Regions from separate parts of the Gossypium hirsutum genome. Here region 1 is linked to region 2. The links are chromatin contacts, called in public Hi-C maps. All regions are on one chromosome and are shown on one strand. Each heading gives the region's core, a stretch centred on a gene start, on an enhancer-like site or on the middle of the called end of the contact. The rest is flanking DNA. Distances are from core to core; before and after follow the strand shown. Region 1 holds the start of LOC107927604 (peptidyl-prolyl cis-trans isomerase FKBP62). Region 2 holds the start of LOC107927611.

Region 1 (5,630 bases), core at 2,704-5,203, 190 kb before region 2:
TACTTTCCACTTCAGTTTTTGAGTCCTTGTTTCTACAACATCTCAAGTGCAAAAAGGCACATATTCACCTAGAACATTTGTGCAAGATAAATTCTTACCTGGCTCACATCCCACCACTCATAGAGGTAGGATGCAATGACTATCAGCTAAGATAAATCATAAAAGTAACATATTCTGGATGCTATGTTCAAAAAAAAAAAAAAACATATTCTTGGTACAACCAACATTTTGCAGTAGACAAATACCTGTTGTCGGGGTCAATCTCCAGGGCCTTTTTGATATCTGCCTCAGCCAAATCGAAATCAACAAGTTCCATATATGCTTGAGCCCTCCTATATAGTGCTTTCACATTTCTATCATCAAGTTCTAACACCTACAAAATCATACATGCCTAATTGTCAGCATGAGTGCATTAACATTTACAGTTCATCAAAAATGCCATTAAAGATGCAACCTCAGTACACAGTTTCTTAGCCTTCTTGTAATCTTTGAGTTTCAATTTGCAAGCTGCATTGTTGAGATTGCAAGTTACTTTTAGCAACTTAGCTTGCTGCTTCTCCTCGTCACTGAAAGAAGAGTCATATTCTATGAACCTAAAAGCCTGCACAAAGGAATTGTTGCGAAATAGTCAAATCACTAGTAAAAACAGTCAACAATTGCACGAATGACAAGGTGCATGTTACATAAGCATACCTTCTCATATCTTTTCGATGCTCTTTCATATTTACCTGCCTTGAATAAAGCATTCCCTTCTTCTTTCTTCTTCCCAGCAGCTTCAATCTTTTCCTGAGCATTCATGTCCCAAGATTCTTTCTCCTGCAATCAGTAGGCCTGTAGTCACCACTACACCCACATGCGATGGACAGATCTACTAAGGGGGTAAAATGCGATATAAGAACTAACCTTCACAAAAGAGACCATCTCAACCTCATAATACACGGTTGAGTTTGCAGGAACAACAGCCAACTCCTGCTGTGATTCGGACGAACCAAACGCGTATTCTGGCTGAATAGTGATAAGTGCAAGTTCTCCTTTCTTCATGGTCTTCACAGCTTGATCGAGCCCATCAATAACTTGTTCTGTAACAAGTGTCATCTACATTAGAAACAACTTTCAATGAAGACAAAGTATGAAACAAATGCCATTATGTCATAAAATCTTATTGAGAAAGAAAGATAAGAAGACACAAGTCCAGAAAGAAGCAAATCAGGATCACAAAACTATGATTACCTTCATCAATTTTGAACTCAAAAAGTTCATCATCATGTCCCTTCTTCACAAAAATCTTCCCATCCTCCAGCTTTCCAATAAATTTAACTAGCAAGCAGTATTAAAATGAGCTATAAATACACTGAAAAAAAAATAGATAAAATGGAAAACCTAGCAACCAACCGAACAATTATAGACTATAATGAAAAATAAAATTCCAAGCCATCTTACCTTGAACTATTGTTCCATCATCCGGTCGTTCATAACCCTCTCCCTCCTTCAAGATCTTCTTCAAGACCTTTTTGTTCTTTGTGACATCCGAAACACTCTTCCAAGAAACCAGCTCAAGAGTAACATGAAGGGTAGCATTTGGAGGAACAGCACCTTCACTGCCCAATGCTGGCCTACCATCCTCACCAAATGCATCTATAAGCAAACAGAAGTCAATTAGGTTTCATAGTCTGCCATAACCAATGAAGCATAAAGGAATCTAACTTACACTGTGGCTTCACTATCAAAAGAACTTTCTCCCCTTTCTTCATTGTTTTGACTGCCTTCGCCAATGCAGGGCAGAAATAGCCTGCATGGTACAATCTCATTGTCATATTTAAGCTAGCAGAGATCATTCTAGACAAGTGAGTATAATAGAGGGGAATAATGCTAACCATCTCCAACAGTGAACTCCAGTCCACCAGATTGTGAAATCAGTGTGCCATCTTCTAAACAAGCTTCATACTTAACTGTCACAAAAACAGAAATTCACAGTACACATTAAGCACACAGTCACATAAGATCTCTGAATAATTAAAGCAGCAAAAGAGGAAATTAATTTATATTTACCAAATACTTCATCCAAGTCTTTAGGATTCTCCCATTTCTCCCCTTCAACAAGTATTTTCTTGAAGATTCCTCCATCTTTGCATATGTCCTTGAAGCTAGTCCAAGAAAGCAACTCCACATCAAATTGAAGTGTTGCATTAGGAGGAATAGTTGGAGGTGATCCAGATTCACCATATGCCAACTCAGGAGGTATGGTGAAAATGGCATTTTCACCCTTCTTCATTGTTTTGATACCCTCATCCCAGCCCTTGATTACTTGTCCTGAAGTTTAAGGAGAGAAACAAGTGAGCAAATCCCAGTTCATGCTGTTACAGACAGATACTCCAGAAACAATAATAGTTGACAAAAATGTCTGTTGAAATTTGGAAAAATTCACTTATTATTTCATTGAATTAGGTAGCTATACCACCCTTTACTCTCTCTTTTTTCAGATGAAAAATCTCCCTGTTTTCTCAATGCTTCCAGAACACACATTCAGTATCATACCATTTCACTTATTATTTCATCAAATTTGGTAGCTATAACCTTCCTTTTCTCTTCTCTTTGAGGACAACTAACCTTCCTGTTCACTCAGTGCCTCCATGAAACACATCCAAATATCACACTGGTCAGTAACCCTTTTCTCTTTTCTCTTTGGACAGGTAACCTTCCTGTTCTCTCAATGCTTCCATGAAACACATACAAATATCACACCAGACAGTGCTTTATTTTCAAGGTTATGATTTGAAGTCAGACCTTAGGTATCATACACCAAGAAGGATCTTAACAGGTCACACCTATGACCTAACTACAGATTTTTATTAGAAAGCATAGTTAATGCCAGCATTTTTCCTAGAAAAGAAGCACTTAAGTAATCCACGTATCACCAATGAGACCTTGGCCGTGTTAACAAGGTAGAGGCTGGAATCTTGAGTGCCAAGGTTCGAATCTTACCCCATATATAAAGCATTTCTGGGCTCTATCTAGACTTATTCATAATTAAATCTGCCGCATTTGTAATGATTAATTCTGCTTGAAGTGATTAAAATATATTCTCTTAGTAATTTTCAAGCACTTCTATACCTTCTCAAAGAAATAAAAAAGTGATTCACATGTCATTCAACTCAATGTTTCATGATTACCATGAAATTCAACGGTCTTATTAAATTCATTACATTGTTATTATTATAAAAACACCAGATTTAACAGAGAAACTAACTAAATTCATCAAAAAAATGAAGCTGAACATACAATTATTTACCTAGGCCAAGCTTGAACTTAAAAGGAGTCCCTCTATCGCGGCTGGAATCAAACTTGGTTCCATCAAGCAAAGTTCCAGTATAATGCACTTCAAAAGAAGGAAAACAATAATCAAAATCAACAAACCCAACAACTAAAAAATCTCAAAGAAAGTCAAACAAAAGAATAACCAAATCAAGGAATGAAGAAGAAGAAAAAGAAGAAGATCATTACCTTCAACTTCATCACCATTGGAGGGAGTCTCCCATCCTTCACCTTGCTTAACCAGTTTTTTCTTCAACCCGTTTTTCCCAATCTCTTTCTCCTCGCCGGCTTCGAGAAGTGAGTTGACTGGGTCATCTCCTAAGATGCCCATCTCGTCTTCCTCCACGTTGTTGGCTGTTGGGAAATCGAAGTCGTCTTCCATGGGGGCTTTTTGCAAGACTACTGGCTAGCTGAGATGAAAATGAGAGATTTTTTATGAATTAAGAGAAGGCAAATTGTCAAATTCTTGAAGGATTTCGTTGGTTTTGCTAATTTGATTGATGCAAAATAAGTCTTGAGACAAAGGAAATTTTAAAATAGCGAGACAGAGTCTAGAGAGTTCTAACAGTCTGATATAGTATACGCGAACACTTATTCAGCTTATTTTATTTTCTTTAAATATGCTTCAATAGATCCCGCAAACAATGTTACTGAACCACATTCGACTGCCTACTCATACAGCTTGGATTGAAAATCGGGTAGTAGTTTCAAACCTGTTAAAAAATTAGTTGAATTGGTGCATTCATTTTTAATAACTTTTTAATTTTTTTATTAAATTATTTAAATTTATTTGATCTATTGCATGAACGAATTAATGAGTTGACCAATTCGATTATTTTCCAGCTTTAAAAATTTTGCCCACAAAGATTTTAGCGTGCATTCTTTACAAAGAGCTTCCCATAAGCTCCCGTTCACATTTAATAGAAAAAGAAAATTTTAAAATGGTAAGTTATGAACATTTCTAATAATTTATTAAAATAATTAAGAATTTAATCAAATATTTAAATTTTTTAGGTTATACAAAAATATGTGAGGATTTACCAAAATTTTATGTGTTTACCAAAATTTATAAAAATTTAACATTTTATGGATACTAATATTTCTAAGGATTTACCGGTATTTCTAGGGATTTACCTAAATTTATAAAGTCTTACCAAAAAATTATAAGAATTTACCAATACTTTTAAAGATTTACCAATATTTTTAAAGATTTTCTTGGTGCTTCAAACTCGATTAACTCAACATTTTGGCATACCAAAATTTCTATGGATTTACCAAAATTTATAAGGTTATACCAAAATTTCTAAGGATTTACTAGACAATACCTAAACACACTCCATAAAGTAATCTCAAACGAGACCACTAGTATACCCTTCTAATTCATCAATTTGTACTATTGAGTGTCATTCTGAATGTCTGTCAGTCACAGTCGGAACATGCTAGTGGCAGAAGGTCATTTCCACTCGATTGGGAAATCAAGCTTTCTACCAAATTTCAATTCTACGAGTATATATTTATGATAGTCAATACTAATCATAATCTTTTTACTAAAAAAATATGTCCTTTGCCTTCGGGTGGGTTTCTCATGGATAGAATTTGAGCAACTCGAGAAGCTTATTTTTATCTATCTCTCTTAGGTAATATATATAGAGAAAAACAAGAGTGGAAGGATGAAAACCTCTTTTACGAAGAAAAATTAAATATCTAAATATCAGCCACCAAGAGATATGCATCAATTGCCTAGGTGCTACATTAAAGTCATAAAGTATGTCCTGCATGAATTCAGGGAGAAGGAGTCAGAACCCTACTTCAAACAAAAATAATGAGAGACAGAAGTTGAATCTCCGTTGGTATAATTAGAACCAAATACCTTACTTAAGTGATGAGATCCCTCTAGGATGCTAAAGTCAAAATGATAATGGTTATCAAGTAGCCTCCGACACTTCAACATCTTTTGCTTTTCAAACTTTGTTATGCTACATAGATAGTTAAGGCTCGCCACTGGTTCATCTTCTACCCTTTTAAGTTGCTTGATAATAATCATCTGCTCCCTCATTGTCTCCCTAGGTGGCACATCTCTAGATCGACCATCACTTCTGAGTTAAGTTCTATTTGATCTTCCATCGCCTTTAGCCATGTCTTCCTAAAGGACACTAAAAATTGCTAAAATGATGGCGAAAACAACATACCGCGACATAAATCGAAGTAGAGATGCCTTCCCAAAATGAAAATCACCACAAAAATCAAGCACGAAATTTAGAAAGAGAAAGGGGCACAGTTGCAAAACAAAAGCATAAATAATATTTCAAAATTGCAAA
Region 2 (5,138 bases), core at 2,064-4,563:
TCAGATAAAACCGGTTCTAAACTTCATATAACTTCGTTAGCAGTTAGCCAAGTCGGACTATAAATTCCTTATTTACATCAAAAAAGTTCTCACCACATCGTAAATGAATAGATACTAATGTACCTGAAATAGATCCCCAGTGAGCTTCCAAACTATCAGTATGACTACTGGATCCAATTGAAACATCACCTATAGTTGTATCAGGTTGAGGTTTAATAGGACCAATATCGGCCTCTCCTTGCAAAATTACCGTACTAGTCCCGAATGCATCTAGTCCAGACTCTCTGGTATGGTTATCATCAACAGCACCAGAATTTTGACTGGTAGGGTTGGAATATGAAAGAGAATGCATCAACTCTTTCTTCGATTGGTCTATTGAAGTTCTCTCAGACCCATTTCCTCCTCCATTGTTGTCTACTGCAAAAGACATAAGATCTTCACTAGCACCCTCTCGTATCTTATAATCCATACTTAGTTCGAGTTCTTCATCTTCCCTGTCTGAAACCATATCCAAGTGTGGGCCTTTAGTCTCGTTCACTTCCTCTATGACATCTGGGGATTGATTACCAGTGCTAATGGATTCAGATGTAGAGTTGGCCTTTATCAAATCCTCTATTCCGTCACCACTTTCAACTACATTGATATCATGTTTTTCGGTTTTCTTTTCACCAATATCATCAGAATTGTCAACTTCAAGCAAATTGGATGCTGGATTAGTATGAGATGGAGAAGAATTATTCATAGATTCGAATGATGAGGTTTTCACATAAGTTTGATCATCAATTCTTCCAAGATTATCATCGGGAATACAGATAACATCCTCGCCAACTACATTATTTAACTTTCCAGCCTCAATATCAGCATCCACAACCAATGGTTTCCCCTCAGGTAAATCATTTATCATGCTTCCTGAGAAACCTGTCGGATCTAAATCATCAGCAACATACACAGGCTGTTGTTCTTGGAGAGAGCCAACTTCCTGGTCCTTCTCATTCTCAGTTGTATAGGCATCAACAGGAGACAGTTCATCAGACCATTTATGGTCTTGAAGCAAACCAGCTTTCCCCTCAAAAAGCACTTCTTTAACAGTAGCCTCATGGTTTCCGCCAAGTTCATAGCTGTCTTTGGCAACACGCATATACGAAGCATCTATCTCAATGTCTTCATACAGCTGATTTGTCAGAGCATTATCAGGTTTGTCCTGTAAAACAGAGTCGTGGACTTCTACTGATGGTTCAACAATATTTTCAGCCGATTCAGTCACTGAAGTTATACCCTCACTGTTCGATGTCACAATATCTATTACATTTCTTTCTATACCCGTTCCTGGGTTTCCATTACCACCAGTCTCTTCTTGCTCACCAGTTTCGTTCATGGATGTCTTGGAAGCCAACCTATCACTGGAATCTTCATTCAACTGAAAAATATCTAAAGTTAAACCTAATGTCTTTTCCGAAGTAGGCACTGTTCTTGATACTTCACCAGCAGCTTGTTCACTTGGAAGAATCAAGCCATCCAAGAGGTTTTCATTTAACTCGCCTTCTTCATTTCCATTTGTATTAGTTGGCTGCTCAACAGAGCATTCTGCAGCACTAGCACCAGGATCAACTTCCCTGCTCTCTTCGGGGACACCTTTTAGTGTTTCCGCTTCGATTGGAACAACACCACTAGCAGAAGCAGTTCTATCCTCGGAATCCTTACTATAGCTCAAGCCAACACCTTGGTGCTCTAGTGTGCCATTTGACACAAAAAGCATGCTTTTCGTAAAAGGATTTTCGTTTTGGCTACTTTCAGCTGAATTCTGTGGTGGTTGCACAATTTCTGCATATATAAATGAAACAAAGATATTAAAATAATAAAAAAGAATCTAAACATCGGCAATCAAACCAAATTATAAGGGCTCTGTCATGCAAAATTTCACTGGATTGAGAACACCTAATTCTCAACTTCCATGTGTGTGTATATATACACGAAATCCGCCCCAAACATGATTTTATTTAAGACTCTAGCCCCAACCCCGAATACCAACCAATAGATCTCATATACAAACCATTACTTAAATGCAGGGATAAGCCTGTTTTCTAGAAACTAAAGGAATCAAGATAGATCAGATTCAGATGTGTCATTAATATACAAGCAACTTCTTATAGACATGAGCTAAATTTCTCAGACAAGCCATTAATAAATGCATCTAACACAAACAGACATGTCTGGATTCAAAATAACCCGTGAAGTCTCATAAATAAACTTACCAGAATCTTCTAAATGTTTTAAAGAAATAGTAGCAGGAAGATCCTTTTCGGCAACCGTGTCTGGTTTGCCAACATTATCCAAACTGTCCTGCCTTCCAACACCAAATCTACCATCTTGAAACTCCATTGCAGCATCTGAAAATTCACCAAACTAAAATTCACCAAACTACCTATCTACATAAATTTTGGAACTTTAGTATCTAAAATTCACCAAAATTAACACGGTAAATACAATTAGTTCAACAAACACTCTTTTAAAATTCAACAAATTACCCCAACATGGACTGTTATATAGATCAAAACACCCCCACGCATAGAAAGAGACTATAATTATGAAAACAGTGGAATTTCAACACAAATTCCGAGAATAAAGTAGGATTAAGTTACTTGGGTTTTTGTGATCATCATATGGAACTGGTTCGTCATCAGAACCATTTGTACGTGTTATTTGTTCTGCCGAGGGAACCAGCTTGAAACCTTCAATGGTACCACAAATCTTCTTGTGGGCACGCCTGTGTTTTGCACTAGGATGTGGGTTTGGAAATGGCCACCCACATTTGTGACACAAATGAACTCCATGGCTCTCATGCCCTGCAAAATCAAAGAAACCCCATTAACAAATTTCAAAATTACAAAACTTTTTTCCCCATAATGTGAAAAAAAAAATTAACTTAACCAGAACGAAATGAACAGAAAAATGGTTACTTTATAAACAAGGGGAAAAAAACAATGGAAAAATCAAACAACTTCGACCACCACCAAAATAAATGATTATAAAGCCATGAAAAAAAAAACCTGAGGAATGATGTCTCCCATGATCCATGGATTAAGAAAAAGAAGCAAAATTTAGACTTGTTACACGAAGAAGAAGATGAAGAGAATTAAACTAAAACAATGGGGTTTGGGCTTTTTCCAATAAAGAAGGTTGAAAACACCAAAGGGAAGATTGACTTAATTGAAGTGAGTATATGGTAAGAAATATAAAGGCGAAAAGGGGCTAAAGGGAAATCAGGAAAAGAAAAGGTTATTCTTCTTTTATAAATGCATGTGTTAGTTTGCATGGTGGGTCTTAAAATCAAGTCTTAACAGACAGTGAGTGTATGTATATGTGTATATGTGTATATGTGTATATGTGTAAGTGTATGAAACAATGATGGAGTCTTAAACTCTCTGTATGATGATGATAAAGGCTTTATCCTGTATCCCATGTGCCGCTGCTTATCAACGTCCACTTTCTTTCTGACTTGCTTCAATCCCACTATTCGTCCTTGTGTCCTCTTTATTAAATTATTTTATTATGTTAACAATTTATTGGCTTTTATTTACTATTTAACCTTCAAATTATCTCATTTTTTAATTCAACATAAATTTTAAAATTATACATAAATTTTAGTTAATATATGATATTGTACATAAATGTTTAATAATTTTGTGTAATTTTATACAAGATATTTTGATTTGATTTAATTTTCACAAACTACTAACATCACCTTTTGTATAACACCATTTTATATTTATATATTACATATATAAATAATTATACTTATCAAATATAAAAATAAATTGATAAAATCATTTCTTTAAATGTATAGAATTGAATAAAAATCAAATTTTTATGAACGTATTTAAACCAAAATTAAAATTTTATATATCTAAATTGCACATTGAATCAAAATTCATTTATAATTTTTATTTATCCTTTTAATTTTTTTTATCTATTTTAATACTTAGACTATCAAAGTAGGTGATATCATCTACCACCACATGTCACATTCTTATTAATTAGCATTGAGCTTTTCAATGATAAAATGAGACAAAATAATAATTTAAGTATTCAAGTACACAAAAAAAATTGAATACTAAAATGAGAAAATTAATTAATTTAGGAGTTAAATCACGAATTAAATTTAATTTATTTATATAAAATTAAATTTTATCATAACTTAAAAATATATATTTTAAAAGAAAAAATTAGAAAAAAATTGTAAAGTGAGCTTTTTTTAAAAAGAAATAATTTTAATTTATTTTATTATTATAATTTGAGTTTCATGTTTTTATACAAATGAATTGGTGTGAAGTCAGTTTTAGTTGATAACAAACTCTATTTGAGATTTGATAATAGCATAACATGTTGGGTTTTTATTGGTATAATTTATAATAAATTTGTTGAATATTGGATAAAAAAGAACAAATAAGTAGTGATGGGAGTTAAATTCAAGAAATGAAGGGGCCTAATGGACTGCTGCTAACTACTCCATTTATAAGAATTATAAGAGGTTGCTTATAAAGGATAATGCCTAATCATTTCTGTAATAATTCAAAGTATTTAGTTGAAGAAATGTTTCTCCCTTTAAAGAAAGCATTGATGCTAACCTTGATTTGGTGATAAATATTAATTGTTACACAGAACATTAATTGAAGACAATTAGGCTGTATTGCTCATTGTATAACCTTATTAACAATCTATAATTTTTTTTACCTACTACTCTATCAAATGCTTTAATAAACATTATTATGATTACTATAATTTAAATAGGTATTATATTAAATAATTAATTATTATCGGTAATAAGATGTGATGAGATGGTTATTCTTCTCATCCCTTAGTTATGTGGTTGATGATTCAATCCTTGTTCATGAAAATGGTGCACATTAAATTGCATAAAAAATCTTCATAAAGTCAGTTCACGTCTTCTTAGATTGCATATATCAATATATAAGATAAATAGATCACATTAGAATCCTTGAAAAATAATCTTATTTTATCGAATCTCTTCTCTTATTATAATCACAAAATTAAATAATATAAAATATTCTCAAGCAAATAATCAAAATACTTTACTTAAACATAATAAATAAGACAAATTCTAAATTCTAAACAATACC

What was found. Hi-C and Micro-C count contacts between places; a contact is called where the count stands out from the background.
Region 1: a Hi-C map of hypocotyl shows a contact between it and region 2, with 1.8 times the contacts expected there. The contact joins the promoter of LOC107927604 here to the promoter of LOC107927611 in region 2. A contact is called at or near these places in 2 of 34 Hi-C or Micro-C datasets (hypocotyl and leaf).

The regions. Positions count from the first base shown.
Region 1 is chrA10:73,623,013-73,628,642 of Gossypium_hirsutum_v2.1, reverse strand. It overlaps LOC107927604 (peptidyl-prolyl cis-trans isomerase FKBP62), which reads right to left and starts at 3,953. Exons shown (of 13, transcript XM_041079333.1): 1 at 3,502-3,953; 2 at 3,290-3,376; 3 at 2,050-2,310; 4 at 1,875-1,949; 5 at 1,709-1,789; 6 at 1,441-1,635; 7 at 1,231-1,317; 8 at 904-1,079; 9 at 694-816; 10 at 455-601; 11 at 246-373. The coding sequence starts at 3,694.
Region 2 is chrA10:73,436,384-73,441,521 of Gossypium_hirsutum_v2.1, reverse strand. It overlaps LOC107927611, which reads right to left and starts at 3,313. Exons shown (of 5, transcript XM_016858725.2): 1 at 3,048-3,313; 2 at 2,640-2,843; 3 at 2,253-2,387; 4 at 124-1,821. The coding sequence starts at 3,075.